Regions from separate parts of the Mus musculus genome. Here regions 1 and 2 are each linked to region 3. Evidence: chromatin contacts called from public promoter capture Hi-C data. All regions are on one chromosome and are shown on one strand. Each heading gives the region's core, a stretch centred on a gene start, on an enhancer-like site or on the middle of the called end of the contact. The rest is flanking DNA. Distances are from core to core; before and after follow the strand shown. Region 1 has its middle 20 kb from the start of Ptpn1. Region 2 holds the start of Rnf114 (ring finger protein 114). Region 3 holds the start of Tmem189 (transmembrane protein 189).

Evidence for each region. Promoter capture Hi-C pulls out the DNA fragments that hold promoters and counts their contacts. Capture Hi-C pulls out chosen DNA fragments and counts their contacts.
Region 1: a contact with region 3 is called in a promoter capture Hi-C map of neutrophils. The contact joins the enhancer-like site here to the promoter of Tmem189 in region 3. A contact is called at or near these places in 13 of 39 promoter capture datasets (the 3T3-L1 cell line, the C10 cell line, cranial neural crest and 8 more), 6 of 484 Hi-C or Micro-C datasets (Sertoli cells, bone marrow-derived macrophages, centroblasts and 3 more), 38 of 115 datasets of contacts at active chromatin or transcription factors (the 230-238 cell line, CD4 T cells, the HPC-7 cell line and 29 more) and 4 of 9 other capture datasets (adipose tissue, embryonic stem cells, liver and 1 more).
Region 2: a promoter capture Hi-C map of pancreatic islet shows a contact between it and region 3. The contact joins the promoter of Rnf114 here to the promoter of Tmem189 in region 3. A contact is called at or near these places in 11 of 39 promoter capture datasets (the 3T3-L1 cell line, 3T3-L1-derived adipocytes, cranial neural crest and 7 more), 1 of 15 datasets of contacts at CTCF or cohesin (CD8 T cells), 11 of 484 Hi-C or Micro-C datasets (the 4T1 cell line, the AML12 cell line, CD4 T cells and 6 more), 19 of 115 datasets of contacts at active chromatin or transcription factors (the 230-238 cell line, CD4 T cells, the SCID.adh cell line and 11 more) and 3 of 9 other capture datasets (adipose tissue, liver and pancreatic islet).

What each region holds. Positions count from the first base shown.
Region 1 is chr2:167,910,440-167,913,283 of GRCm38.p6, reverse strand. No RefSeq gene overlaps it. Among named protein-coding and RNA genes, the nearest start is that of Ptpn1, 20 kb to the left of the region's middle. Within about 2 kb of position 1,548, at least 45 of the 459 cell types and tissues checked have an H3K27ac peak or open chromatin away from gene starts, as enhancers often do. A contact at or near this core is called in the 230-238 cell line, acute myeloid leukemia, bone marrow-derived dendritic cells and 5 more, where this site is marked.
Region 2 is chr2:167,502,082-167,504,781 of GRCm38.p6, reverse strand. Rnf114 (ring finger protein 114) reads right to left here and starts at 1,339. Exons shown (of 6, transcript NM_001360930.1): 1 at 1,181-1,339. The coding sequence starts at 1,323.
Region 3 is chr2:167,660,100-167,662,864 of GRCm38.p6, reverse strand. Tmem189 (transmembrane protein 189) reads left to right here and starts at 1,321. Exons shown (of 6, transcript NM_145538.2): 1 at 1,321-1,492. The coding sequence starts at 1,369.

The DNA.
Region 1 (2,844 bases), core at 299-2,798, 250 kb before region 3:
TTTGGTCAGTGTTGTATCACACTAACAGAAAGCAAAACAAAACAATACACCTTATTATTTTGGCATGGCTGTTGTGTGTGTGTAGTTTTTTTGTTTGTTTGTTTGTTTTTATAATTGTGAGTGGGATTACTTCCTTGATTTTGATTTTAGATACTTAATATTCATATATGAAGACTTTTTTTTAAGTTACTTATTTGCTCTGTGTGTGTGTACCTGAGTGTATCGATGTACACCATGTGCATGCAGGCACTGGTGGAGGCCAGAAGAGGGTGCCAGATCTCTAGTTATCTGTAAAAGTAACATTTATTTATCTGATGCAATTATTGTCTGCTAATCTGACAACCTAGGCCTAGTCCTGGAAGCTTCTAGCCTCCATACAATCTAATCTAGGCCTAAAATGTTCTCAGCCCCTGTGACTTGCTGCTGAATAGGCACACCATTTCTAGCTCTTTCTGAGCTCTGGCTAGCTGGTTCAACTCAGCTGTCTGGCTCAAACTCCTCTCCAAACTGACTGATTCGCCCTGGCTTCTCTCAGCTTCTCCTGAATTACTTTGCTTGGCCTCAAACTAACTTTGGCAATATGTTCTAATCTTCTGGCTCCTTCTCATTCTCTGGCTCATTCTGTCTTCACCTGTGTCTAGCTTGTTCTCCCTGCAACCTGTCTCTGTAGAACTCTCCTGGTAAAACTGCCTCCTTCTCCCTCTCTGTACTGTCTGTCGCTTCCTTAAGTAGCCTCCCTTTCCTCTCTCTTCTCTAGAGATCTGGCATAGCCTATTCTGTCAAATCTTTCTATGGTTCATCACTTTGTTTGCCACTCAATTAGACATCACTTTGAAATATGGGTGCTTTCTCTGCAAACTAACTTTACCTTCCTTGTTGGGGATTAAAGGTGTGGACTAAGGGTATGTCTGTATTCAGCTGTATTTCAGCCAGAGGGATTAAAGGTGTGTGCTAAGGGTGAACCATACCACAACTAGAAACAGTTTTTTTTCCCCTTTCAGTAAATAACACAATCTTGAGGTTCGCAATGTGATTAAATATCTTGCAGTTGTTGGCTACACAGTGTGGATTTTGGGAAACAAACCCAAGTCTTCTGCAAGGGCTTTGAACATTAAGTCATCCATCCAGTCAAAAATTAAAAAAAATATATATATATGTTTTAAAATTATTATTTATGTGTACCTACCCACAGACCAGAGAGAAGTGCCAGATATCCTGAAGATCCAGTTATAGGCAGTTGTAAGTTTCCTGATGTAGATGCCGGGAACTGAAGCCAGGTTCTCTGTAAGAACAGTATACGGTCCTAACCACTGAGCAATCTCTCCAACCTTTAACAGAAACCATGTTTTTGTGTACTTCAGGTTGGTCTTAGATTCCCAATATAGATGAGGCTGGCCTTGAACTCTGGATCCTCTTTCTTCTCAATTCCTCATGCTGGGATTACAAGCAGGGGTCCCCACACCCAACATATGTGGTGCTGGGGCTGGAACCCAGAGCTTTGAGCATGCTAGGCAGGCATTGTACCTGCTGAGTCACTCCCTGGCCATGAGGATTTTGTCATACATCTCTACCACAGGCACGCCCCATTCCTCAGGACATTCAAACCCTATTTCAACAACTTCAAACTGGGCCAGCCTTGACCTTGACTCCATTAGGACAAACGGAACATAATGGGAATGGTGTCGGGTCAGTTCTGAACTCCTTCTCCCAACATAGGGCTCTCAGTCACCCCACCGTGGACTTCCAACATAGGTCATGATGACGTCATCTCTAATGACCATCTGCTTAAGACCAACCTCACAATCCCCAAATCTGAGAGTCCCTGAGCTGAGCACAGGTGCCGATGAATTGTTTTTCTTTGTAGAGATGGGCTCTTGTGTTACACAGGCCAGTCTAGCACCGGACTGACTGGACCCTCCTCTCAGCCTTCTGAGTGCTGGCACTGTAGACCCTCTGCTAAGCTGTGGTTTGGGTTTTTTGGTTTTTGTTTTTGTTTTTTGGGTTTTGTTTTGTTTTGTTTTGTCTTTGAGACAGGGTTTCTCTGTGTAGCCCTGGCTGTCCTGGAACTCACTCTGTACACCAGGCTGGTCTCGAACTCAGAGCTGCCTGCCTCTGCTTCCCAAGTGCTGGGATTAAAGTCGTGTGCCACCACGCCTGGCTAAGCTGTGGGTTTTAAGCCTCTCTATTAGTTTGATTTCTGCTGTTGTGATAAATGCCATAAGCAAAGACAATTTGGGGATGAAAGGGTTAATTTTGTCTTACACTTCCGGGTCACAGCCCATCATTGAGGGGCATCAGGGCAGAAACTCAAGCAGAAACCTGGAGCAGGAACCGTGCTTACTGGCTGGCTCACTGGCATATGCTCAGACCTTTTATTTTTTAAAAAAATCATGTGTATGAACGTTTTGCCTACACATATGTTTGTGCCCTGTATGTGTGTCTAGTACCTGAAGAATCTAAAAGATGGCATTAGATCCTCTGGAACTGGAGTTGTGGATGGCTATGAAAGTTGCCATGTATGTCCTGGGAGCCAAACATGTGTCCCATGGAAGAGCAGCAAGTGTCCTTAACAGCTGTGCCCTCTCTCCAGCCCCTCAGCTTTTATATAGCCTGACCTACCTGCCTAGGGATGGTGCCACCCACAGTGGGCTGGGACTTCCCACACCAATCATCCATCAAGACAATCTCTTACAGACATGGCCAGGAACCAAAATGATGGAGGTCACTCTTCAATTTGAGGCAGTGAAGTCTAGGTCAGAGGAGATGATAGGAGGAAGGAAGCAGGTTAGAGACTGGAGGATGCTGGGCTTAGCTTTTGAAGAGAAGGGTCCTGGTTACAGCTCT
Region 2 (2,700 bases), core at 90-2,589, 160 kb after region 3:
CTGTAAACCCGAGGGCCAAATTGCCTTCTTTTGGTTTTTGTTTGTTTGTTTTTCGAGACAGGCTTTCTCTGTATAGCCCTGGCTGTCCTGGAACTCACTTTGTAGATCAGGCTGGCCTCGAACTCAGAAATCCTCCTGCCTCTGCCTCCCGACCGAGTGCTGGGATTAAAGGCCTGCAACACCACGCCCGGTTCCAAATTGCCTTCTTAACTCTATCCCAAAACAGCAAACAGAGGGCATGCAGACACTCCAGTTAACTGACTGGGAGGGAGTCTGGGTTCGGCTCACGGTGCCGAACACCGGCTTTTATCATCGGACAGAGAGGACATGGTACTCTCTTCTTGGGTCCCTACATGTTGCTCCGTGTAATGAGAAAGCTAGCAGAGTCGAGAGAGAAGTGAGGGAGGTCATCAGGACGGGAGGCCTGAAGTAGTGGCGGCGGGCGATCGGTAACGGCTACCTGTACCTGAACCCAAGCTGGCAGGAGCCCAGTGTCCCTGCAGGCATCCCTCCCACAGTGCTGGGAAGGCCCCGCCTCGCTCCTGGGGACGGTCTGGCAGGCGACGCTGGCCCGAATGAGCGACCCTTGACACTTGCACTTTGATTCACCCGGAAAAAGGCTGGCACTCACAGGACAGCGGCGGGAATGCCTGTGCGCCCAAAAAAGGGTGCTGGAGTTGGGGGGGGTCAGGAAGCCCGATTCCTGGGTGAGCGGCAGTGGGCGGGGCCGCGGAGGGACGTGGTCGAGCATCCTCAGGCTCTTCGGCTACGGTGTGTTTGAAATGTGCAAGAATGGGATTCAAATCCCGCTAAGCGGTCACAGGAGCCAGGGAAAGCCCAGGCCGCCCTCGCTCAACTCCTGAAGCGGCTGCGGCAGCCTGGCCCGCGACACCGGGCTTCACTCACGCCGAGGGAGGCGGCCTCCGCGAGCGAGCACCCCACACCCGGTCCGCGGGTACGGCCGAGCGTCCCGGCACTTCCCTCTTGTTCCAGCCTAGCCCGGGGCCCACTGTCCATACTTAGCCCGGCGGCCTCCCGCGCACTTCGGAGGCGCCGGCGGCGGCCCGGTGAGTCGCGACGCCGAGGCTCGAGGGGGCCCGCTGTGCTCCCTCGTCAGACGCCGCCGGCCGCCCGCCGCCTGCGCACCGCGACCCCTACCCGGCAGGCGCCCGCCACTCACACGTGTCCGCAGGGCACCTGCACCGGCTTCTCGAATACTTCCAGGCACACGGGACACGTAAAGCGGCTGAGGGGGTCCGTCTCGGACGCCGGCTTCGCCGACTGCGCGGCTCCATCTCGGGACTCCGGCTGCGCCGCCGCCATCTTGCCGCTGAGGAGCGTCGCGCTGAGAGAGAAAGAGCCGCCGAGGGGGGCTGGGGGCGGGGCCGCCGTCGTTTGCGCACGCGCTAGGGGCTGAGATGGGCGGAGTCCACAACGCCCCCTCGCCCCCTGGAGCTTTTGAAAGCTGCCGCCCACCAGGTGTGTAGATGGCGTCCCGGGGAGAGCCTAGAGGACGCAGCCACACTGAGCCCACACCTCTCACCCACAGGAACTCAGACCGTGAATGTGTATTGTTATTACAGTTGACCTTAGCTAGCTCACCAACTTGCCCAGTTGAGCTTTGAACTTTCCATCCTCCTGCCTCAGCCTACCAAGTAATTGGCTGTATAGTCTGCACCACCAGGTGTGGCCAGATGATTTGATCTGATTTCTCAGCGTCTTTCCTAACCGGAAAGGAGGAGGCAGGACTTCCTGCCTGCACAGCTAACGGGGTACAAGTGTATCTCACAAACTCCCGTGGCTTGTTAGGTCGATACCACCTCCGTGAACCTTTCCAGTTTTCTAGACATATTTATTGCCCTTTTCCTATGGCTTGTACGTGGCCTGGAAAAATAAAATAGGACAGAGGCTTGGACTGAAGGAGGTATAGTATAACAGGAAGTCACTGGACTGTGCGCGATCAGCCAGTACCTTGAAGACCAAGAGTTCCAGCAGGTGTTGGGTACTGGCAGTGATTGAGTCCAAGATCAACAAGGAGTTGATTATCTGGAAAGCACTGCGTCCAGGGCTGGGGTGTGGCCACCAAGGAAGAGGTCTCCTCTAGCATGGCACACGGGCTCCTGGGTTCCATCCCTAGCAGTGTATATGTCATATTTGGTAGTCCACACTCAGAATCCCCAGCACTTGAGAAATAAAGGCAGGAGGATCAGAAGTTCAGAACTATCTCGGGCAATATAGTGAGTTTGAGGCTAGCCTGGGATACGGGGTGGTATACTCACCTGTAGAAGTCAAAATGTTTTGAGCTTTGAGGTCAGCCTGGATTGCAAAAGAGACCCTTTCTCAAAAACCAAAGCAACAAACAAAATAGGTGCTTCTAAAAAGGTGCACTTCAGGGGCTGGAGTGATGGCTCGGCAGTCAGGAGCACTGGCTGCTCTCACAGAGGTCCTGAGTTCAATTCCCAGCAACTACATGGTGGCTCACAACCGTCTGCAATGGGATTCGATGCCCTCTTCTGGTGTGGCTGAAAACAGGCACTTTGTGTGTGTGTGTGTGTGTGTGTTGGGGGATTCGAGACAGGGTTTCTCTGGGTTCCTGGCTGTCCTGGAACTCACACTATAGACCAGGTTGGCCTTGAACTCAGAAATCCACCTGCCTCTGCCTCCCGAGTGCTGGGATTAAAGGCATGTGCCACCTCCACC
Region 3 (2,765 bases), core at 72-2,571:
AAAACTACAGAAAGAGACTTCCCTGGTCATTTCCAGCAAATCTCAGAGACTCTGCATAGGGCCAAGCTGGTGCTCTGTGAATTGAATAACGGTGAGAGAGAGTTAGTTCTGACTACCCGTCTTGTCTGTCAATCAGGATGTCCTGGCCTCTGGGATCTCCAGCCCTAATCTGCAACCCTAGCCTTCTTGCTAACAGGCGCAGTTTGGGAGGGTCTGAGACCCAGCACCTGCCACAGCAAGTTCAGCAGAACCCCTGACACCCCAAATCTAATCGCGCAGTTAATACAAGTGCCAGGCTGTCACCTTCATCGGAACAGGAAGGACTTGGGCTACAGCCTGACGCGGCCATCCGAGTGGCTCTTCCTTTGAGTAGACGTAAGGAGACAGAGAAGGAGCTTGGAACGGACAGAGACCACCCAGGAAAGGAGCACTGAGGGAAGAGGAGATAGCCTGGGGAGGCTGGCAGCTGAGAAATATGAAGCTTAAATCTTAGAGAAGAACGAAGATGGAGCCTTGGAAAAATTCTTCAGATCTTAAGTTCCCTCTGCGGGCCCCAGGCACCTCTCAGTCTTGCAGCCCCAGGGTGGACGCTGTTTATCATCCCTTAAGGACTTTACATAAGCCTTTAGCTCTCTTAATGCTAATGCCTTAAAGACAGAAGCACGTTCTCTGACCCGGAATTCATTCAACCTCTCCTAAAATCTGTCAGCTGTTGGCCCAGGCAGAGTCCCTGCCCTCAGGGGCTCCTTTCCTGATAGAGAGACAGTTACTCCTGACAAGCTCTGAGTAGCGTGAGGGTGATGTCACAGTGACCAGAGGAGGGGGCACCCCAGCAGGTGGTCACGAGCGGCCTCTCAGAAGGCAATATTACTTCTTATGTTCCGTGATTGAGTCTTGCAATGTAGCTCAGGCTGGCCTCGAACGCGAGACACTCCTGGGTAGTGAAATGAAACCTAGCGCGTGCAGCCGATGTGCTGCCCCGTCCAGCAGCTTCCTAGCGAATGCACGATCTGCAGTAGCCATGCACTCCGTAGGCGCTTCGCAGCGCGTACTCCCTGCCTCCAGCGCGGTACGCGAGTTCGCGGGGCGCAGCGGGGACGCGCACATCCACCCTGCCTTCCGCGTCCAGCTGCGTCCAGCTGCGACCCCGCCCCCCGGCGCCGCGGTTGGCTGAGGCCCGAAGGCCTGCGATTGGCCGGGCGCGGCGCGGGCGCGGGCTCCGATTGGCTGTGACGCGGGGCCCCGCCGACGCCCCGCCCCGGCCGCCGCGCCCCGCGCCGGCCGGTCATTGGGCGGCGTGATATCGCCGCGGTTCCGCGGCCGCCGCCGCTGCAGGCAGAGCGCAGCGGGCGGGCCGGGCGACGGGCCATGGCGGGCGCCGAGGACGCGCCGGGCCGGCAGCCGGAGCTGGACGAGGACGAGACGGCGGAGGGCCGGCGCTGGGGCGCACAGCACGCGGGAGCCCGTGAGCTGGCGGCGCTTTACTCGCCAGGTAGGACGGATGGAGGGCCTGCGATCTGATGGGTGCTCGGCGCCGGGCCCGCCCCGACCGAACCCCAGGCGGTCCGAACACCTGGACCCTAACCCATCTGAGCCCTCTGGATCCGAACCTTAGCCCATTCGAAGTCCCCGGATTCGAACCCTAACCCATCCTGAGTCCACGGATTAGAACCCCAACCTATTCGAACCTCACTTCGACCCAACCCGTCCGAACCCCCACGAATCCAAACCCCAGCCCATCCGAAATGCCGAGATCTGAACTCTACCCAGATCCGAACTCCAGCAGCCCATTTGGACGCCCTTGGATCCGAACCGCACTCCATCCGAACCCTAGCCCCATCCTAACCCTGCCCCCAATCTAATCCCAGCTTCCACCCAAAGCGGAACTCCAGGGCTTCCAACTTTGCAAAGAGCACCCCTAGATCTTGGGACCCTAACTAAACCCCTTCCTACTCCGAGCCGTGAGGCTTTGGGGTTGCAGAGATTTAGGAACAGCCCCAATGCACCTGCGCATCCAGAGTCCTAGCCCCAGGGCACCTTGGGCAGTTTAGGAACCCCACCCTGGCCTGCCTTGTCTTCCTAAATCCCAGTCCAAGGCTTCCGGTTCTCAGGCAGCGCGAAGCCTTAGACATCTCAGTCGCAGGCACTGCCCTTAGCCACCTAAACTCACACGCAGTCCTAGGACCCCCACGTTACGAGTCTACACTCTGTGCGTTTTTTCCAAGACCGTGGGTTGCAAACTAACCCCCCTTCTGGGACTAACAGTTCTCTAGCCTCTAGGGCCCCGATTTGGATTTCAGCTGCAAAATATCCCAGGCGCTCTTCCCATAAGCTCCATCATGGTCCCTGCTTCAGTAGCTGCAGTGAACTTATCCCCTCCCCCTCCCATTGGGACCGGCAGCCCTCACCTCTTACTGGTAGATTCTCGGCAGCGATTCAGACCCTATTGAGTCTGGCTCTGTCCTCTCCCACACCCACACACTAGCTGCCCATTAGGACTTTGTGGGATACACTTATCACCACCCGGAGCCCCTTTCCCTGGCTCCACCCCTTCCCCCAAAGCCAGGTCCCCTCTCTGGTTTCTTTGCTTCTTGACATGCTCTTATCCTAACTGGCACTGGCTCCAACCCGCTCTCAGGGAGCCTCAGCAATCTCACTGCCTGGCTGGGTATCCCCAGGGGTTGCGGAAATGCCTGTGCATCCAGGGTCAGATGACAGCCAGCCTTGAGGCCCCTCAGCCAGGGTAGAGTCTCCAGGAGTTGGCT